7 separate regions of the Mus musculus genome follow, and all the other regions are linked to region 7. A link is a contact called in public ChIA-PET, HiChIP or PLAC-seq, Micro-C and promoter capture Hi-C data. All regions are on one chromosome and are shown on one strand. Each heading gives the region's core, a stretch centred on a gene start, on an enhancer-like site or on the middle of the called end of the contact. The rest is flanking DNA. Distances are from core to core; before and after follow the strand shown.

Region 1 (2,784 bases), core at 217-2,716, 800 kb before region 7:
TAAAGGGCTAGAGTGATGCTCTGGGATAATGCTCATGCTTAGCTAAAGGCCCTGCACTTAATACCTGATGTCACAATAGTAATAAATCACTAATGATGAAAATGAGGACAGTGGGGCCTGGTGGCACACACCTCTAATCCCAGCTCTCAGGAGGCAGAGGAAGGTGGATTTCTGTGAGTTTGAGGCCAGCCTGGTCTACAGAGTGAGTTCCAGGACAGCGGGGTCTATAAAGAGACAAACAACAAATGACAACAATGTTCTTGTCCTATTTTTTATCATGAACCATCCCTATTGGCCCTCTCCGACTTACAAAGCAAATTGGAATCTACACAGTATTATGAGTTTCAAGTGAAAATTGCTTGTGATTTTTCTCCACCCGTGCTCAGAACACAAGCACCATAGACAGACCTTACACTGCATATATGGCTTGACAACCCGCGCCCACTCCTGCTGTGATACAGGCTACTTCCAGGAAGTAGCTACTCAGCATGATTGACATTATCAGCTCTCTTACATCCAGGTGTGATGGTGTATATAGTTCTGCCTGTGGAGTGTAAGCAGAAATGTGTATCGTTTCTGGGTCAGAGCTTTCAGGAACTGAGCATGACTGCTCTACAGTGTCTTTCTCCTTCTGCCTGCTGAAGCCCTAGGGGACAATAGAACCACAGGATGAAAGGACTCGGGATCTATGAATCACTGAGGAAAGAAAGAGCCAACTGTCAAGCAACTCAGCTGAATGTGACAGAGAGAATCCAGTTGAGTCTATCTGTTTGGGAATTTGTTACTGTAATGGGCAATGCCACACTCAATTCAGCATATAAAATATATATTATGCTGGACAGGATGGTGCCTGACTTTAATCTCAGTACTTGGAAGGCAGAGGCAGAGGGATCTCTGTGAATTCAGTCAGTCTGGTCTATAAACTGAGTTCTAGGACAGATAGGGCTGTAGAGAAACCCTGTCTGAAACACAAACAAACAAAAGATCACAACAAGAAGAAAATATTATAATTATTATGGGGCTGGCTAAATGGCTCAGCAGGCAAAGGCCCTTGTTGACTGACACACAAACCTGGTGACCTGAGTCTGACCCCCAGAATTTGTATAAAGATGGAAGGAGAGAGTTGAGTCTCTCTACCAAGTTCTCTGTCCTTCAAACATAAGCCATGGCATGTGTGCTCATTCGCACACATGCACGCTGTACACACCCATAATGCACACACAGAATAATAAAATATTTAAGTCCATACTGGATTATATATTATACTCATCATGTACGCACTCAAGAAAAAAGGGAGGGATTATGTGACACAGTAGTGTGGGTTTCACAGTCTGAGAGGCTATCTTAGAAACATGGCAGAGGCACACACCCCTCTTCTGGGTATTAAGCTGCCCTCCACCTCTCTTTGATGGGCGAGCATGGAAGAATGTGTTATTTGTTAGGCATCTCGGATGACTCAGACCTGCTGCATTCCCCTCTGAGGTGGGGTAACCCTAGGTAGGCTCCGCACATCCAGTAGCCTGTGGCTTCCTGTCCTTTTCAGTTCAAGGGTTTCTCAGACAAGGAGGAGCCTTGAAAATGTTTCGACCTTCCCAGAAGACATACCTCGGTTTGACAGGCAAAGGCTACAAAGACTGCCTGCAAGGACCAGGCCACAGTGGAGGGAGACTGGAAGGGCTAAAAGTCTCCTTCTCCCATTCACCATCAACATCCTGTGAGGCCTGAGAGTTTGCAGCTAGTGAGCATGTGCTCCCAGAGGGGCCTCTGTCCTCCAGGCCCCAAATGCCACCAGAGAATGAGCTTCAGAGGCCAGATGTCTCAGCTCTTACAGGCTTCCAGGAACGCTCAGCAGTTCTCAGAAGCCCCCATTTCCTGCTTCACACCCACAGCCTGGTCCTCTGTGGAGGAAAGCAGGAGGCTTTTACCCCACCCCACCCCACCCCCCTCTCAGTGCGGTGCCCTCTCCAGGACAGGGCTTGGCCCTGGGGACTCCTACAGGTGTGCCTCAGATACTCACAGGAGCAGGAAGGGCAGCTCTGAGTGCGTGGGTTGGGGGGAGGCTCAGCAAACCCAGGCGCTGGGATCCTCCACCTCTTCCTTATCCATTCCTAGTTTATCATTTGTCCTTCACCTCCCAAACTAAAGACAGGCCCAAGGGTTAGCCAAAACAACTGATAATCCAAAAGGCATGTCAATGTGGTGGTGAAATTGAACAGACCAGTGTTCCCTAGAGTGGAAGCCACGGAGTCTAGGACGATTGTAAAGTGGATTTAAGGTTTCTACTGCAACACCAACACTAAAGAATGCTTTACTGCTCCCTTATGATCCCTCTTCAGTACTTTTCATTATTTCAAAAATAACATCACCATTCAGTACCGCCGGCCTTTGTCCACTCCCTGATGCCTGTAAGACTCTGGGGGTAGGAGAGTGGTAATAAATAATATTAGAGATAAAAACGGGCTCATAAACATTTTCTACTGTAATGTAATTTTAAGAAGAGATCCTTCACAAAAACAACACAATTTCATATATCTAGAAAGAAATTCAATAAAAGATACATGCTTTATCTTTATGAAGAAAATAGTAACGCTTTAATAAACAACATAAAATAGAAACTTAAACAAAGAAAGCGATGCAGCACGAACTGAAAGAAGACAATGTTATAAAAGGGTCAGCCAAGGGTGGTGCCGTTCATCCCAGCACCAGAAGAAGATGACAAGCCAGAGGAGGCTATCCCATGCTACATAGCAAAATAGACATGGGGAGTGAAGGAGGCTATACCAG
Region 2 (2,892 bases), core at 152-2,651, 910 kb before region 7:
TTGGAAATGTAAATGAGGAAAATACCTAATAAAAAATATTTAAAAAAAAAAAAAGAAGTACAACATGTATGCACAAGCGTCACGGTAGCCGGAAGAGGTCCGATTCCCTAGAGTTGCAGAAGGTTGTAGACAGCACTCTGCAGTTCCACAACCATTTTTAAATGAGCATTTAATTTTCCCATTCATTCCAAATCCATTGTTCATTCAGCAATACAAATTATGTACCTAATATGTGCTAGGCACCGTGCTGGTGCTGCGAAAACAAAACAGCACTATCTATCAATTTAAAGTCAGAAATTTTTAAAAATAACAAGAGCCAGTGTTGGTGAATTTAAAGAACAAAGCAATCTAATTAACTGTTGAGAGCATATAAACGAGGGAGGGAGGGTGCAAACCCAGAGAGAGATGAGAAAAAGAAAAGCAAAAAGCATGATGGTTCAGAGGATTGCTATATTAGCTGCCAAGCTGTGAACCTGAGTTCAATCCCAGAATCCACGTGGCGCAAGGAGAGAACCACCAACTTCAAGTTGTCTTCAGACTCCCAAAAAAGGGTATGCAGGGACACAGACACACACACAAAACAAATGTAAAAACAAAAAATGTACATATATATACAGACATGAAAATATTTAGAATGTGATACTAATTACTGTGAACATAGACATTTAAATGATGTGTTACTCCGCCATCAAAGTTCAGATCCTTAAAGATCCTTACCTGACTCTGGGTACACGTTATTCAACAGAATTAGCAGTCTTGATTTCATTTGGGGATTAAACCAAAACATACTCTTTTAAAACTCGTAAGAAAACTCGCACCTTCCCCCTAGTGGCCTAATCTACCAGATACGGTATTTGGTTGTGGACAGCAGAAGATCAAGTGCCAGGACAGAAACCAGGTCCTACAATAGCAACTAATGATCATAAGTATCACGATCATGCGAGACCATGGAGCCTTTAAGGATGGGCTCTCCAAGTACTCAAGCATCTCAGGCCAGGAATATGAACACACACACACACACACACACACACACACACACTTGTTTTTTTTTTTTTTTTTTCTGCAGCCTCTTTCAGACACGCTGTTTCCCAAACCTCTCTGTGCACTGTGACAGATCTATGAGGGACCACCGCACCATCCCGAGCTAGGTGGCGACGTTCAACTGAGAGGACCGAGAGTTGGCGGGAATCTGCAATCCACTTGGGGATTAAAAAAAAAAAAAGCAAGGAAACTCTGGGCGTGACGTGAAGCCACGCCCCCCGCTTTCTCTGCGCATTGGCTTTCCCACCCCGGAGCTTCCTGCCAATCCCACGTTCTCAGCTTTCGCAGGCCCCGCCCACTTAAGGCTGGAGGGCGGGGCAGCGTTAGACGCCGATCCGTGGCTCTGGGATAGATTGCACTTCCTGCGTCGCCGCCGTCAAGACTCCGCAGGCTTCTTTGACGATCACCGAACCGTAGTTGGGGCCGTGTTCCTGTGTCCGCTGCTGGGTCAGGTTGTCGCTGCGCCGGAGCTATGGTGTGTTGAGCCCCGAGTCCTCGAAGGGTTTGGGGCTGAGGTACACTGACGTGGTCGGGGATCGGCCTCTGTTCCCTGGGGCGTGGGGCGGTGGGAGAGGGAGCTTACCTCACGGACAGTCTCCTACAGTGATTCAGCATCTGCGGCCTGGCCGGCGGGAAACGATCAGTAACCTGGGCGGCCTTTCGCTCAGCTTCTCCACCTTACGTGGGGTCCAGGCGCTCTCCCTCGCCCAGCCAGAGGCCCTCCCCTCTCAATTTACTTAGGTGGCCGATTTCAAGATGCCCTATGGTCCTTTGTCATCTGCATAGGAGGAAGGCTATAGGAATGGAGGGGTGCACCTGGCATCGCCTGCGCAGACCTGAGCCTGCAGTCAGGTCTTTAGACCAAATTCATCTTCCTTGTGGGTCTGTCTTAATCTGTCTCATTAGAATGCCGTCGGGAAAGACTCCATACAGTCACTTTGTTCTAAAAGGGGAAGTAATGGATTCAGGTTTACAGCACAGGGCCCTGAGCTGCTTCTGTGGAGTCTGCCATGCGAACTCTTGCCTTTTTTGCCATTATGAGTATTCTCCTAAGAGCCGATACACTTGCTTTAGTAATGACATTATGGCTGTAGTGGGTCTGCCACGGTAGCAATTTGTGCCCACCTCTTTACTGAGGATTTGTGTATATGTTAATTCATCCAGTGACAGGGTGCAGGTAGAGAGCTCAAAGTTAAACCAAACATAACTTTATTCATACTATAAAGATAAAAAAGGTATGTTGGAAGGTGTTATGGTACACGAGTTTAATCCCAGCACTTAGGAAGCAGAGAGGCAGAATTCTGTGAGTTTGAGGCAAGCCTAAGTCAAAGTTCCAGGACATCCATAGTGTAGAGACCGACACCAAAAAAAAAAAAAAAAAAAAAAAAAAGGAAGGAAGAAAAGAAGAAAAAAATATGTATAGTTGGTCATGATAGCAGACACCTGTAATCTGAGCACTTGGTAGGTTGAGACAGGACTTCAAGATCATTTTCCCAGGTATATAGGAAAAAGCCAGACTGGGCTTCATGAAACCTGTATCTCAAAGCTCTGCTGGAATATTGTGCTGAGAATTTTCAGAGAAAAGAAGAAACCTTCAAGCTCTGTTGGAATATTGTGCTGAGAATTTTCGGAGAAAAGAAGAAACCTTCAAAGATAGACATTTGAGTCAATGTACAGAAAAGGCCTTTGCCAGATTATTAGAGCCCTGTGTAGAGAACAGTATGAGCAAAGTGGAGGGAAAGTTGGTGTGTGCATTCTTTAGCACTTGACTACCCAAGGGGAGTGCTGTGGAGAATGGCAGGATATAGAGTTAGGGAGAACCTAGTCCATTCATCCCAACAGCTCCAGCAT
Region 3 (2,838 bases), core at 68-2,567, 990 kb after region 7:
GATTCCAGGCTAGGCCAGAGAAGATACCATGTAAGGAATGAGCGAGACTGCCCTCCCCCACCCCTCCCCCTGCCCATGACTCACTGGACTGGAATCTTCTTCTCCAGTTCTGGTATTTGCTTGGAGTTGGAGACTGGAGGCTATGGGCCCGCTGCAGAGCTGAGGAGGGAGTAAGAGACCATTAGCTGTGTAGGGGAGGAATTTGTCTCCCATGGCTTACTCACCAAAAGTTAGCAGGAAGATGCTTAGGATGGGCGGAGACACTTCTTATCATAGTGTACTTCTCTGACCCCCCTCCCATTATTCATTAATTCATTCATTCATTTACTCACTCACTCATTCATACACACGTCCATAAAATAATTATATAGGAGGCTGGGGAGATGGTTTGATTCCCTGCAACCCAGATGAAATGCTGGGAGCAGGAAGGAAAGCCTTCCCCAGGAAAGGGCACATTAATGAGTTGCCCAGTGCTAACTGGTCAGGCCTGGAGACACATACTAGTAACACTATATAAACAAGACAGGTTATTTTTAGAAATATATCTGTATGATACAAATACATATATGCATGCAATAGCAATTAAGGAAAAAGGCCATGATTTCAAGTAGAGGAGGGAGAACTGTCTAGGAGAGTCTGGAGGGAGGGAAAGAAAAGGAGAAATGTTGTAATTAGATTCCAATCTCAAAAAGTAACCTGGCTGTAGAGGCATGTGTCTGTAATGGCGGTAGTCCTACAGTGAGATGGGAGAATAGAAACATCAGGAGAGACCCTGCCCCAATAAAGTAGAAAGTGAGAACTGACTCCTGGAAGTTGGGTTCCTGCGGAAGCACTTTTGCAGGGCCCTGTGTGCTTCCCCTCTGCCTGGCTGGGCCTTGAGCACAGGCACTGGCCGCCCCGAACCTCAGAACAGATGTGGCATCCAGCTGCATCCTGTTCCTGTGCAGGGCTCTCAGGCACGGGCCCCCGTGCTTCCATCATAGAGAAAGGAGGGGCGTGAGCGCACATGTGAGGGGCAGAAGGTAGAACTGGGAGGTATGGGGGAGGAAGAGACCCCCAGGAGGGGTCTGGGTGTGGGAGAATGAACAGGGAAGGTTCGAACACAGAACTCTTTGGATCCAACACCTCTCCAGTGAATGTTCTCTCACCTCACTTAGACATCAGCCCACCCCTGTGAGATCCCACCCCTGTGAGATCCCACCCCTGTGAGCTGACTTGAGCACTGCCATGCCAGCCACTACCTGGGTTTCCTTTCTCAGGACCAGAACCTTCAGCTCCTTAGGGTCTCTGCTTTAACCTCAGTGGGATAGTGGAACTGATGGCTCAAGTGCCCCACTGGTGGTAATAGGCCACGTAGGCATAGTTTCACCATAGTGAGGTCATAATATAATAAGAGTCCTAGGTCAGAGGCCCGGCTCCATGGGTTCTGTGAAGCTTGGGTCGAGACATGTCCCAGGAGGCTCAGGTATTTGAATGCTTGGGCACTGAGAGGGCTGGACTCGGAGAATGTATAGCCTCACCCTTCTTCCCGTTCACTTTCTGCTTTGTGTTTGCTATTGGAGAGGTGAGCTCCCAGCTTCTTGCTCTGGCCGCCACCGCTGCTTGCCGCCTGCTGTCAGGCCTCCGTGCCATGCTGGACTCTCATCCCTCTGGAACCGTAAGCCCAAATAAATCCATCCTTTTCTAAGTTTGTCCTGGCCATGGTGTTTTACCCATATGTCAAGCTTTTCCCAGAGAAAGTGAGCAGACGCCATTGTGAAAATGCAGGTTAAGTATTTTAAACACCACAAAGCAAGCATTTGAGCCCATCTCTGGAGTGCTGATGTGAGCTCTGGGTTTAATAGACAAAGATCTGGGTCAGGAGGCAAGAGAACAAAGTCCAGGTGGGGCTGGTTAATCAGTGTTTTGTTCTGGCTCTGCACAGTGACTAGAAGAAACATCTTAGTGCTTGAGAGAACAGGCCACGCCCTTCTCATGATCATGGAGGCTGGGGGTGGGCTGTGTGCGATCTCATCACCGTGACCGTTTGCCATGCTCTGCTGCTCTGAAATCTAAGGAGTGACTGTAGGTTAGAACAGTGACTGGAAACCTGTAGACTTCTTTGGGGGCCTGGAACAGGACTCTATAAGGGCTAAAAGTAAGCCAGGATCACTCTCTTCTTTATGCCTTCAACCTTGGCAGGTGGGAGAGATGGGGCGGGTATCACTTAGTTCAACACAGACGCTTCTGAAGTGATTGACACTCAGGAGTCTGGCCCAAAGCTTGGACAAAGACAGAAGCAAATTCAGGTAGAAAGGCCGGGTTTCCTTGCTCTGTATCAGCCTGTGGGCCCAAGTGAGCAGCAGCATTGGTCTCCTAATTTTGAGATTATAATATAAGCACATCATCTCTCCCTTCCCTTTCCGCCCTCTGGACTGTCCCATGTTCCTGTCCTTGCTCTCTTTCAAATTCATGGCCTCGGTTTTCCCCCAATAATTGTTGTTACACACACACACACACACACACACACACACATTCCTAAATATAACCTGCTCTGTTTGTATATTACTCGTATGTGTGTTTTCAGGGCAATGGGGTCTTGTGTTCTTCCCACTCTTTCTTCCCCTCTCAGCACGCCTTAGTTGACTCCAGTTCTTTGTGTAGGGTTGAGTCCACATGGGCTTTCCCCCCACCCACGTTGGCATGTGGATGTCCTAACTCGGCTTCCGTTTAGGTAGTCATGTTGGTGAGACTTCATGGATGTAGCATCTGACATGACTAGGAAACACAATCTCATTGAAAACATCCCAGTTCTCTGGATCTTACAATCTTCCTGCTCCCTCTGGATTCAGCACTTTT
Region 4 (2,820 bases), core at 103-2,602, 840 kb before region 7:
GCTGTGAAATGCTATATCTGAACACAACATAGCCAGTCATTGTTGGGAACAAAAAAAGTTGGGGCAGGGGAGGCCCTGGGGAAGAAGGGGAAGGGAAAAGGGACCAAACGTTCCTGTGCTCTGGGCAGGCAGAGACAAACATTGAGGGGCTGCCGGGATGCTTTCCACTTGGCCCCAGGTGGGCACGCAAGCCTCTGACCCATCTGGCAGGGGGATTGGAAAAGGGGCAGCCCCCGAGGCGACACCCTGTCGCCCCAGGGCTATAGGAGAGAGGGAATAGTGAAGAGGTTCCCAACACTGGCAAGAGTGGTATAGTGAATCTAGATGGAGCAGAGACTCTATGGTTTAAGAGCTTTATTATAGAAATGCAGGGAGAAAGAGGTGGAAATAGAGAAGGCTACAGAGAAAGAGGAAGAAAGGAGAGGAAAGAAGAAGACAGAGAAAGGGAAGAGGAGAGAAGTGGGAGGTAAGGGGACAAAGGAGCGAGAGAGAGCATAAGAGTAAGAGAGCGAGGTGGGGGCTGAACACCCCTTTTTATGGTCTTCACTGTTGCTAGGTAACTGGAGAGGAGTTTAGCCTGAAGGTCAGAAGCTTGGGCCATTGTCTATGTGACTACTGACCATGCTTCTCTTGTGGGGGCTGTGGGAGCTGGTAACTTAGGCAGGGGCCAGAGTTCCAGGAGCATGAGGGAACGCCTACCGTGTCATGAAGGTGAATTATGACCATCGGGGTTCAGACCTCAGCTCGACTGGAGACCAGCCTGCAATTCCCCACAAGTCATGACATCACAGCAGCTATAGCCACCTGTAGTGAACCCACACAAGACTGGACGTATCAGCAAACAATGAGTCAGAGAGGTGTTAATAGGACACTACCCCTCCTTTCTGAGTTTTTGGCTATTGATGGATTCTAGAGAAGAGACAATTATTGTCTTAGTCATGTACCCACTGAGGAGAAATAGAGATAAGATGGTAATTAGAAGAGGAGGTTATAATAGAAATGTACTTTATAAACAGGTGATACAAAGGATAAAAAGGGTTAAAGGGAAATTGGTTAAAAGGGCTAGAGATGTAACTCAATGATAGTAGTATATGTGAAGGTCCTGGGTTTAATTCCTAGTACCACCCACCAAGTAAAGGGTTGCACTAAAGTTATAGTATGGCTGGTCAAACTAACTGATCACCTTCTGGCCCTCTCTAGAATGGCAGTACATCACTAGTGTTTGCGTTCTCTCAAAGCTCTGTCTTCCTCCAGATCTCAGGAGCTAAAAAGAACAATGTGGTACAGCAGTGTGGTTCAGTGAGTTTGCTGCTACATAAAAAACCTTGTCTGCCACGCACTTGCTGTATGATCTTAAACAATCCTGAAGTACTAACCTTGTGGCTTGGCATATAGCTAAGTGGTAGAGCACCTGCCTAGCATGCCATGCCGGGACCTTTGATCTCCAGCACAAAGTAAGTAAAATAAACTCCAGCTACTAAGTATTTTATCTGTGCCAGGTGCAACGCTGAGTGCTTTTTCCCATGACATCTATAGTCCTCATAATGACCCTGTGAGGGGAAACTGCTGTCATCATTTGCAGATTATGGCTACAGTCTTAGAAGAGGTTAAGTTACTTAAGGCTTAAAAGAGATGAGCCCAGATATAAAACCAGGGTATCTTGTAGTTAATCTCATTATCACTTCTACCTGTTCTTGTGCCTTATCCCTCGCCTTGTATGTGAGGGTTCTTGTATCTACTTTCCAGAGTTGATGCCGTGATATAATACATTTATAGTACCACACTTGGTATTATAGTAAACATTCACCAGTAAATGTGCATTCCTTTCGTCCCCATTCACCCTTCTTACAAAAAGAGGAAAACCAATCCAATTATTTTGCCTCCCTCAGAATTTAGTTCCTTGTTTTATATTCTACTTGTGTGCTTTTTGGTGTTTTTTACTTAGAAGAAGTTTTCTTTTCTTGAGACGTTTTTGAGATATCACTGCGCCTCAACTGTCTTGTGTTGTTTTCATAAAGTTCTTGACCCTTCACTTATCAAGTTGTCTCAGTTGTGGCTATCTACCCATATTCCTAAGGATGGTCTCTAATAGGTAGGCTTGATTACTTGGAGAATGACAGTCACATGACTGGTCCTTTAAAAACATGTATCAGTTACAGTAGCAGAGTGCTGTCTAGGGATTTCTGATCATCTGACCACATCCTCCCTGTGTTCTCCATCTAGCAGTAGCAGCGCATCTTTGATTGGGACTTGTGCCATGCAGTGAGTGACAAGAGTGCAGGCAGGATTCATGTGTTTTACCTGAGGTTCTACATGCTATGTAGGGTTCTAAGAACACTCCAGTGCTTGTATCTGAAATAAAAGTAAGGCCAGTAGGATGTACAGTAGATAGCAGCTTGGTGGACTGACAGTCGTGAACAAGGCTAATCCCAACTCTCTAAGTAGCTTTCTGAAAATAATGCCTGGACCTGTCTTGTTATCTATAAAATGAAACAGTTTAGCTAATTCACTTCTGGAGTGTCTAGCTTAAAAAAAAAATCCATACCCCCCACCAAAAGCCTTGTATTTTACCATTATCTCCTTAACATGAAATGGGGGGGAGGGGTGCAGCTCAGTGGGAGACCTCTTGCCTAACATGTGACAGGTATGGGCTCAGTCCCAGCACTGAAGAAATATATGTCACACCCTAAATCTTCTGCTGTGTTCTGTGTCACTTTGCTAGAAACCTTAATTCTGCTTTCCCATTCATCAAATTCTAAATTCTATGTTTCCTTCTTCAGTATTCTTGTAGTTTGTTTTGTTGTTTGTTTTGAGGGTTTT
Region 5 (2,700 bases), core at 51-2,550, 940 kb after region 7:
ACCACAAAGTTCTGCCTGGGCTACACAAGACTAAGCACAAGGCTAAAGAGTCTCAAAAGAGAAAGAATAAGACCGCGGTGCTCACGCAGTAGACCTAAGGCCCTCTAAATCCAATCCCAGCCATGCCAAAGAGGAAAACATTTTAAACCCCTTTTTATTCACACACCTATCGCCACATTGATTTTTAGAATCATCACTGCATTTCCTACGCCCAAATGTGAGTTGTAAATTCTGCCTACGGGGGAAAAAGTACTTTCCACAGAAACTATTCTGGAAACAAAAAATGAGATTGCTGCAATTCACTGTGGTGGGAAAAAGAAATCTTTTCTTTTTCTTTAAATAAAACTTGGAATGGAATGTCCAGGTTCACAGCAGGGTCACAGTCCTTAGGTGTAGTGAGTTTATCTCACCATTCCTCAATCCCCCCCCCCCCAACTTCGGCACGTTCTTCTCTCAGTCAGTCAACTAACATTTTATACAGATCATCAAAGTCCACACAAGTCCAGGGAGCCCGCGAGAGATCCAAGGAGGCCATTGCAGCTGCAGCAAAAGACCTGAAGGCGCCCAGGAAACGACGGCGCAACAGACCAATGAAGGCTGAGAGCGGGGAATGACGGCGCCCGAGAAAACTTTCCAGCAGAAACTTGGCAAATGCCAGTCCTCGGGCGCGCAGAGGGCGGGGACAGCGGCCTAGGGGAGAGCACAGGGGACCGGCTGGGCCTGGGCTCTGGGACAACAGCCACCCAAAGCCTGGGCTCCGCCTGTGGACCAGAGATGACACCGACCCGGTTAGGGCTTTGGAGGCGACATGGGGACACTGAGAGGCGCGCCCAGGCACTGCCAGGGGGGTCTCCCACTTCCAGGCTCCCGATCCCTGCAGCGCCCACGGCCTCGGCTGTTCCTACCTTCTTTGGCTTTCTTCCTCCGGGCCAGCGTCCCTCCGAGTTTCCCCAAGAACGAGTCATCCTTCTTGCGGGACGGAGGCGACTTGGGAGTGGGTGATTTGGGGACCAAGGGCGACTTCTGTGGGGATGTGGCCATGGCGGCTGGACGCGGAGCTGGAGCTGGGCGGCCGCGGCGGGCGGCGGCGGGACTGAGGCTGCGGCTTTCCAAACGGAAGCGGAATTATTCCAGGCATTTGAGGCAGCTCGCTCGCCTTTCCCGTCCCTCGCTCCCTCCCTCGCGCCGCCCTCCGCCCTGCGAGGAGCTGCTGCGCCTGGGGCCCCCGTGCCCAGGGCTGCCCTGGCTACGAGGATGCCCTGGCTTGCCGCTTGCTGGGGGCTATAGACGCAGGGGCAAGTGCATGCTAGGGGGACGTGAGGTCTTATCTGGAGCTTGGAAGCCTTCACTTCTCTGCTTTGCATACACACACACACACACACACACACACACACACACACACACACACGCGTCAGAATCCGCAGGGAATCAGCCCTGTGACCCTATTTCCCAGCTGCTGCGGTCTCTTGCTCTACCTCCTGCATGGATGGGTTCCTATACTGTTAGTACTTTTGTCTCACAAAGAAGTCAAGGATCTAAAATGGGCTCTGGTCCCAACAGACTTCCCGTTCAACTTCTGCATGAATCTGCGGACTTCCACCTTCTCCTGTCCACACTCAAACAAAGCTGGAAGTCCACGACGGCAGACGCTCATCTATCTAGCCAAGAGCAATAGAATTAGTTCCAGACTCTCTTGACCTGACGCTGGAGTCACACCAGGCAGTTTTAAAGATTCATGCTGGAGATGTTTAGGAGTCCTGCGTACTTTTACTGTGCTTCTTCGTCCTAAGTTGTGGCTTGACCATCTCTTTCCCATTCTTTCAGGATACCTTGGTCATACACCAGCGGGAAGAGTTACATAACTGTTTCCACAGCTCTTTCCGTGATGGGGCATAAACAAATATCTATGTCTCCTTCCCAGAGCACCACCACCAAATTACCTTTTCCCTGAAATCAAGCTTGGGATCCAATGAGTTTATCAGACTTACAGAGCCTGGGGAAGGAGTCACCTACAGGAATGTGGGCGGGCCCCAAAGCAGCTGCACTACTGCAAATTTCTACCCCAGGGCGGATGACTTCCCCTAACTGTCTAAATGGAATCCCCTTCAGCTAATCTTCAACAGACTACTACTCTAACACCTCCAGTGACCACGTGGAATTAGGACAGAATGACCTAGTAGGGTTACAAGAGGGAGTGGCCAGAATTGAGATGAAAATTCAGTGACTGTCCCTGCTCCATCCTTCTATAAGGGAACATCAATAAACAGGGTCGGTCTCTAGGTCAGGAGTCGAGTGGGAAGGGAGGTCGCAAGTTCTCACATCTGCTTAGATGAAGATGGTGGCTGTCTTGCTCTGAGGAGGGCTTTCCACATGTACACTACACACACTGATGGAATCTGACTGAACCTCTGACTCAGAGGGAGCAAGATTTTGAACTGAGCTGGAGAAATCGGTCCAGCAGTTGGGCACTAGGTTGTGATCTAGTGCCCAGCTAGGCAGCAGTGTCTGTTCTCAGCCAGAGGCACGTGTTGATGAGTGACATGCATGTTGGTGATGAGAATGTGTGTCTTAACTTCCTTCCTATTGTTCTGATAAATCCCAGAACCGGAAGCAACCTAGAGAGGAGAGGGTTTATTTTACCTGTAAGGTAGCAGTCCATCACGGAGGGAAGTCAAGGCAGGAGTCTGGAGGCAGAAATCG
Region 6 (2,700 bases), core at 90-2,589, 890 kb before region 7:
GTACCACCGCTGACTGGCCGAGACCATTCTTTTTTTTTTTTTTTAAAGATTTATTTATTATTTTATGTAAATACACTGTAGCTGTCTTCACACACTCCAGAAGAGGGAGTCAGATCTCATTACGGATGGTTGTGAGCCACCATGTGGTTGCTGGGATTTGAACTCTGGACCTTTGGAAGAGCAGTCGGGTGCTCTTACCCACTGAGCCATCTCACCAGCCCGGCCGAGACCATTCTTAAATAAAGAGTAGAAATGATAGCGCTTGTTTGTAATCCCAGCACTTGGGAGGCTAAGGCAGGAGAGGAGTAGATTGGGAGTTGGCCAGCCTGGGCAGTAAGACTAAAATCAAAATTCCGAGAGGTAGCTGTTCTCTGTGCTGGAAATATGTAGCCTCTGGTATATTTTGAGTGGTGGGGATTTGTTTTTTAAACCCAATGTTTCCAGAAAAGAGAATTGTTAGAATAGCTGCATTCCAGGTAAATGAGAAAACAGTTTGTATTCTGTATCCTGCAAGTGAGGTTAGCAGGTTTTGTATACACAGTATGTGTATCCATGTTGTAATCCCAACTCCTCAGAAACTGAAGATCACCTTTCAAGACCAGTCTGGCAATCATACTTAAATTTTTTAATGTATTGGATGCTTTGAAAGAATAGCAAGAGGCCATTCTTTTTTTTGTTTGTTCTTCTGTTGTTATTTTGTTTTCTGGTTTTAGCCCTGGCTGTCTTGGAACTCACTCGTAGACCAGGCTGGCCTCCATCTCAGAAATCTGCCTGCCTCTGCCTCCTAAGTGCTGGGATTAAAGGCATGTGCCACCACTGACTGGCCGAGACCATTCTTAAATAAAGAGTAGAAATGATAGTTGTCAGACAACTTCTGATACTCCAATAACTCCAGTTAACTGAATAAAGTCAGATTCAGGTCACCAGAGGTGTTAAGCCCTCAAGTGTATTTTCATATAACCTAGTCATCTTATTAAGGTCTCTGAAATCATCTGCCTAAGAATTGGTTGTTTCCAGTTTATAAGTGAAAGGAAGAAGAAAGTCTGCAGGACTTTTCTGTTTCTCTTTTGTACAGTTTAGTTCCTGGGAAGACAATTCCTAAGGAACTGCTAACTGACCACAGCGCTTAAGTCAGCTCCCAACTCGCTGGGAAAACTAAAATACTTGTTTACACTGCTGCAGAAACCAACTCTGAGAGAGGAAGAAGACAACACACTTCCAGGGCGCAGCTCAGGGCGGAAGAGGCTTGTCCTTTCTGGGTCTCCGTACAGGCTCTGTAGCTGCATCCTTGCTGGTCTCCCCGCCCCCTTCCACGTCAGCCAAGGACTTGGTGGAGCCGTCGCGGCAGCGGCTGTCCGGACCGGTAGTCGGCGGTCCCACGGTTCCCTCCCGGCCTCCGCCCCTCGGAGCCAGGTAGCGACCTGGGCCCCCGAGCCGCGGGGTTGCGGCGGTCGCGCGGGGTCAGCGAGCCACCGGATGGGGAGATGCCGGGCGCTTGACTAGGCCGCGGCGACGGGCGGTGGGGGCGGGGAGCTGGGCCGCGGTCCCCTGGGCGGTGGGACAGGGGTCTGCGCCGCCTGAGGCCTGACCCTGCATAGACAGAGGCCGGTGAGGGGCGGCCGGGATTCCCACGGGGGACCCGCCACAGCCGAGGAGTCCCAAGGTTCTGCAGCGTCTTCGCTCGCGGGCCGCCCTCCTGGAGCAGATCCGACTGTGTTAGGTTGGCAATCACGGCCCCGTGACGTGGTGCTCCGGGTTGTCACTGTGGTGTGGACCTCGACTCCACAGCTTTGCACACCCTGGGTCGGGGAGTGGACGGGTACGGGGACTGAGTGATTGTCACTAGAGTTCACGGAAGGAGAAGGTGGGGAGAGCTCTACAGGTCGTCCGAAGTCACACGCGAAGAACTTCAGGCAGTTTAGAAGATCACGACTGATTTGCGGAATTTGTCTCCCTTTTTTTTTTTTTTTTCTAATGATGTTTGTATTCATTTTTGTAGATTTTCCTGGCACCTTTCGTCCTTTTCATCTTGTATTGGGTTGATTATAAACAGAAACCATGACGGCAGCCGAGAACGTGTGCTATACGTTAATTAACGTGCCAATGGATTCAGAACCCCCTTCGGAAATCAGCTTAAAAAATGACCTGGGTAAATAGTTTCTTAACTCAAATAGGAATTATTTTAATTGATAGATTAAAAACGTAAAAGATGGACAAATTAATATGGTGTTTTTTAATACATATCTATATGGTCTGATATTTAAATCCTGTCAAATATAATTATCTCAAACATTCATCTTTTCTTCATAGTGAAAACATTTCACATTCTTTCATAGAGATTTTTTTATTTTTTTGAGATTTTAAAAATATATATACAGTATATAGTTATTAATTGTAGTATACAGTGTCATACCTGAACTTTTTTATCTTGTACTCAGCAGCCATTGACCAATCCGCCTCTCCCAGCCTTCCTTCCTTCTTACTCTCCTAGGCTCTGTGAGCCACGGTCCTTTTTTTTTCTTTTTGTTTTCCTTTTTCCTTCTTAAATAAAGCCTTACTCTTTCCCTAGGTCAGCCTGGAACTCACTAATAGGCCAGGGCAGCCTCCAACTTATGTCAGGTCTTAGTTCAGCCTCCAAGGGTTACAGGTGCAGGCCACTATTCACCTTTTACTTTCAACTTCTCTGATGATGTAAGTTAA
Region 7 (2,700 bases), core at 102-2,601:
TTTTACAATGTTTTTAAGATTTTCAGCAATTTCCAAGAATGTAGAATGTTGGCTATAAAAAAACGTGTACACTATGTAACAATAATCTTTGTCTTCCTTTGGTCTCTGATATTTAAGCATTTTCAGGAGGAAAGTATGCCTGCTACCAGTTTTCCACTTCAAATGATAATTTACTTAGCATAAATGTTGGTTTGAAAAACACGTGGTATCACATATGGGACCCAAGGAATTTTTTCTTACAGTAACTAGATTTTAAACAAAGTTCTTTTCACAAAACAGTTTTCTTACCAAAATACTGAAACATGTATTGGGTTTTGTTTATGCCCTTCCCTCTCTTCTCAAAATGGGGGAACTTCTACTGATCTTTAAAATTGGACTCAAATGCCACTCCCTAGTGGAGGGCTGCTTTTTGAGATGAGATCTCACGTTAGCCCAGAAACACCTGGAACTCAATCTTTCAGCTTCTGCCACCCTTCGCAATCCCAAGACCAGAGGAGCGAGCAACTGCACTGAGGGGTTCTCAACAGGATTGTCTCAGATCAGCTCCTACAGCTCACTCACTAAGGGGAGTATGTTCTGTAGCAAGCATAAAGAGGATTATCCGTTCCTCTGTGGGTCTGAGTCCCGGGAGGGGAGAGTTTTGAGCGCCGGGGAGGTGACTTCCTCACTTTTCCATCTCTTTTAGAGCCTCCCATCAGGCACACGGTGGGTTCGGTGACACCGGAGTGCTACTTTGGCGAGCTTTTGCCCGCCAGAAACTCAACCCATTCAGCTGATTCTCCGCGTCCCAGAGGTGGCGCCACCGCAGGCGTGTCAGCTGGTGCACCGGTTCCCGCCAACAACAGAGGGTTTCAAACCAAGCAGAGCGTTGCAAACCAAGCGGCGGCCGCGGGGAAGCGGCGACCTCCGGACCACCGCCTGCCAACGCCTCGTGCTGCCCGTACCAGCTCGCGGACCCCGCGGAGGAAGGCGACCCGGGCGTTCGCCCTGCTGACAGAAACGCTCTCCTAGAAGAAGACTCCCAGGCACTGCTTTTACTGGCCCGGAGACGCCGTCCGGCTTTTGCCTAACGGTGACAGGAAGCGTGGAGTGAGGGTGTGCTCAGAGGTGTGGAGGTGGCCTGAGACTGCTCTTGGCTCACCGCGCAGAGAAGCGCTCGCGGGGAAGCTACGGGACAGCACTGCCAACCGAGACCGCGGAGACACTACTCAGGCTCTCAGTGCCCCGGTGACACGCCTACTGTGGGAGGAGCTCCGTCCTTCGCGCGAGAACTCGCTTCGCCTCACCTCTTCCTAATGCGAAGTCTCGCGAGAAGCAGCTAAGGAGCCGGCCTGCAACCTGCCGGGGCGGCTCTGGTAGGCGCAGCCGGTGGAGCGGCCGCCTCACACCTAGCACCGGAGGGGTCCGGTTCAGTGGGCGGAGGGAGCGGAGCGTCGCTCTCTCTTGGAGCTCTTCCCCAAGACCCTCGGTGGACGTCTCAGGGGCCAGCAGGTTGGAGCGGGCCGGGTGCGGGCGGCTGGGTTTGTAGTGGAAGCCGAGGGCGAGGCTAGCTGCTGTGAACCGGGCTCCGGGAGGCTGGCGGCGGCTCCAGGAGCGTGGGGCGCGGTGCTCGGGGCTGCCCGCTTGAGCACCGGGTCCGGAGAGGCGGGGAAGGGAGCTGCTTTTTGGGTTAGGAGTCTGGAGGCCTTTTCCCAGGGGAAAAAAAGCTATTTTCTCACACCTCCTTTCCAGGGCAGAGTAACCCAGTGCCCCGCCCCTTTCCTGTCATCTTTGGGTCACCGCGGCGACAAACCGAAGAAGGCGCATCACAATAGGGCGGTGAGTAAGGCTCCCAGTTTGGGGATAAGGTGGTGGGGGAGTTGCCCTTTGGATGGAGGATGAGACACCTGTGATGTGCTGCTGTGTGCTTTTATTCTGTAACCGTTTCAACGAGGGTAAAGCTTGGTTTCCCACTCTAACTTGCCCAGAAAAGGTTCAGATTTATTCTCTGTGAGTCACAAGCCCTCTGACACCCCTGATTTTGGGGTATGGGCTGGAGGGGACCTGAGATTTCACTTAGTTTGTCAATGTGGGTTAGTGTGCTGTGCCTAACCTCGGTCTTTCCCGGGTTCCCATGTCTTTTTTTTTTTTTTTTTTTTTTTATCTCTTTAAAATTTTGAGTCTTAGCCTCTTATTGGTATTTGGAGTCCACGACCAGGCTATAAAAAAGTTTTCCACTTTGTGCATTTAGTATAGGAAATTATTTTATAGCCATGTAAGAGTCTGCACGCTTTTTATTTCAGCTAACAATCTGAATGAAGCAGTACAGTGTATTGATTGGCAGTTGGGTTTCTTTCTGTTCTTGCCTGCCTCCCACTCTTCTCTTGCCCCACCAGCCCAATTTGATCCAAACTTTTTAGAGAGGGGTTTAGGGATGAATTTTGAATGAAATAGACTGTAGAAATTGGATGGAAAGATAAAATAAGACATGTGAATGTAAAGACTGAACAAGTTTCTGCGCTGGAGAGTCCATCTAGAACTCAACCGTGGGCATTGAACCAAGGACTGATGCTGAATATTAAGCAGAAAGCAGTAGAAAGTACTTGGAAAATTACTAAATGGGAGGTAAAGATGAGTTAATATAGTTTTCGAGGACAGTTAATTTTGGAGATTTTAGGCTTAATCGTTTTTTCTAACACAGAGGTTAGTACTCAGCGCTTA

What was found. Promoter capture Hi-C pulls out the DNA fragments that hold promoters and counts their contacts. Hi-C and Micro-C count contacts between places; a contact is called where the count stands out from the background. ChIA-PET counts read pairs in DNA pulled down with a chosen protein or histone mark. HiChIP or PLAC-seq counts read pairs in DNA pulled down with a chosen protein or histone mark.
Region 1: an RNA polymerase II ChIA-PET map of memory CD8 T cells shows a contact between it and region 7, with 14 read pairs. The contact joins the enhancer-like site here to the promoter of Btbd10 in region 7. A contact is called at or near these places in 3 of 39 promoter capture datasets (embryonic stem cells, hippocampal neurons and liver), 2 of 115 datasets of contacts at active chromatin or transcription factors (large pre-B cells and memory CD8 T cells) and 1 of 9 other capture datasets (embryonic stem cells).
Region 2: a promoter capture Hi-C map of pre-B cells shows a contact between it and region 7, with 4 times the contacts expected there. The contact joins the promoter of Psma1 here to the promoter of Btbd10 in region 7. A contact is called at or near these places in 4 of 39 promoter capture datasets (the C10 cell line, embryonic stem cells, liver and 1 more), 1 of 484 Hi-C or Micro-C datasets (pro-B cells), 5 of 115 datasets of contacts at active chromatin or transcription factors (the 230-238 cell line, T-cell acute lymphoblastic leukemia, astrocytes and 2 more) and 1 of 9 other capture datasets (liver).
Region 3: a contact with region 7 is called in a promoter capture Hi-C map of hippocampal neurons, with 5 times the contacts expected there. The contact joins the promoter of Micalcl here to the promoter of Btbd10 in region 7. A contact is called at or near these places in 6 of 39 promoter capture datasets (the 3T3-L1 cell line, 3T3-L1-derived adipocytes, embryonic stem cells and 2 more), 2 of 484 Hi-C or Micro-C datasets (the N1E-115 cell line and cortical neurons) and 1 of 115 datasets of contacts at active chromatin or transcription factors (astrocytes).
Region 4: a contact with region 7 is called in an H3K27ac HiChIP or PLAC-seq map of T-cell acute lymphoblastic leukemia, with 15 times the contacts expected there. The contact joins the enhancer-like site here to the promoter of Btbd10 in region 7. A contact is called at or near these places in 8 of 39 promoter capture datasets (the 3T3-L1 cell line, the C10 cell line, cranial neural crest and 5 more), 6 of 484 Hi-C or Micro-C datasets (cerebellar granule neurons, cerebellum, cerebral cortex and 2 more), 3 of 115 datasets of contacts at active chromatin or transcription factors (T-cell acute lymphoblastic leukemia, astrocytes and embryonic basal ganglia) and 1 of 9 other capture datasets (adipose tissue).
Region 5: a Micro-C map of embryonic stem cells shows a contact between it and region 7, with 7 times the contacts expected there. The contact joins the promoter of Parva here to the promoter of Btbd10 in region 7. A contact is called at or near these places in 3 of 39 promoter capture datasets (hippocampal neurons and liver), 1 of 484 Hi-C or Micro-C datasets (embryonic stem cells) and 1 of 9 other capture datasets (embryonic stem cells).
Region 6: a contact with region 7 is called in a promoter capture Hi-C map of pre-B cells, with 4 times the contacts expected there. The contact joins the promoter of Copb1 here to the promoter of Btbd10 in region 7. A contact is called at or near these places in 12 of 39 promoter capture datasets (the 3T3-L1 cell line, the C10 cell line, cranial neural crest and 8 more), 2 of 484 Hi-C or Micro-C datasets (B cells and embryonic stem cells) and 2 of 115 datasets of contacts at active chromatin or transcription factors (embryonic forebrain and forebrain).

The regions. Positions count from the first base shown.
Region 1 is chr7:114,170,628-114,173,411 of GRCm38.p6, reverse strand. No RefSeq gene overlaps it. Among named protein-coding and RNA genes, the nearest start is that of Rras2, 54 kb to the right of the region's middle. Within about 2 kb of position 1,466, at least 142 of the 459 cell types and tissues checked have an H3K27ac peak or open chromatin away from gene starts, as enhancers often do. A contact at or near this core is called in embryonic stem cells and memory CD8 T cells, where this site is marked.
Region 2 is chr7:114,274,625-114,277,516 of GRCm38.p6, reverse strand. Psma1 (proteasome subunit alpha 1) reads left to right here and starts at 1,401. Exons shown (of 10, transcript NM_011965.2): 1 at 1,401-1,516. The coding sequence starts at 1,514.
Region 3 is chr7:112,373,336-112,376,173 of GRCm38.p6, reverse strand. Micalcl (MICAL C-terminal like) reads right to left here and starts at 1,317. Exons shown (of 10, transcript NM_001381862.1): 1 at 805-1,317; 2 at 85-159.
Region 4 is chr7:114,209,428-114,212,247 of GRCm38.p6, reverse strand. No RefSeq gene overlaps it. Among named protein-coding and RNA genes, the nearest start is that of Copb1, 44 kb to the left of the region's middle. Within about 2 kb of position 1,352, at least 20 of the 459 cell types and tissues checked have an H3K27ac peak or open chromatin away from gene starts, as enhancers often do. A contact at or near this core is called in T-cell acute lymphoblastic leukemia, where this site is marked.
Region 5 is chr7:112,426,306-112,429,005 of GRCm38.p6, reverse strand. Parva (parvin, alpha) reads right to left here and starts at 1,300. Exons shown (of 13, transcript NM_020606.5): 1 at 906-1,300. The coding sequence starts at 1,041.
Region 6 is chr7:114,253,319-114,256,018 of GRCm38.p6, reverse strand. Copb1 (coatomer protein complex, subunit beta 1) reads left to right here and starts at 1,339. Exons shown (of 22, transcript NM_033370.3): 1 at 1,339-1,413; 2 at 2,000-2,149. The coding sequence starts at 2,059.
Region 7 is chr7:113,367,990-113,370,689 of GRCm38.p6, reverse strand. It overlaps Btbd10 (BTB (POZ) domain containing 10), which reads left to right and starts at 1,351. Exons shown (of 11, transcript NM_133700.2): 1 at 1,351-1,491; 2 at 1,732-1,818.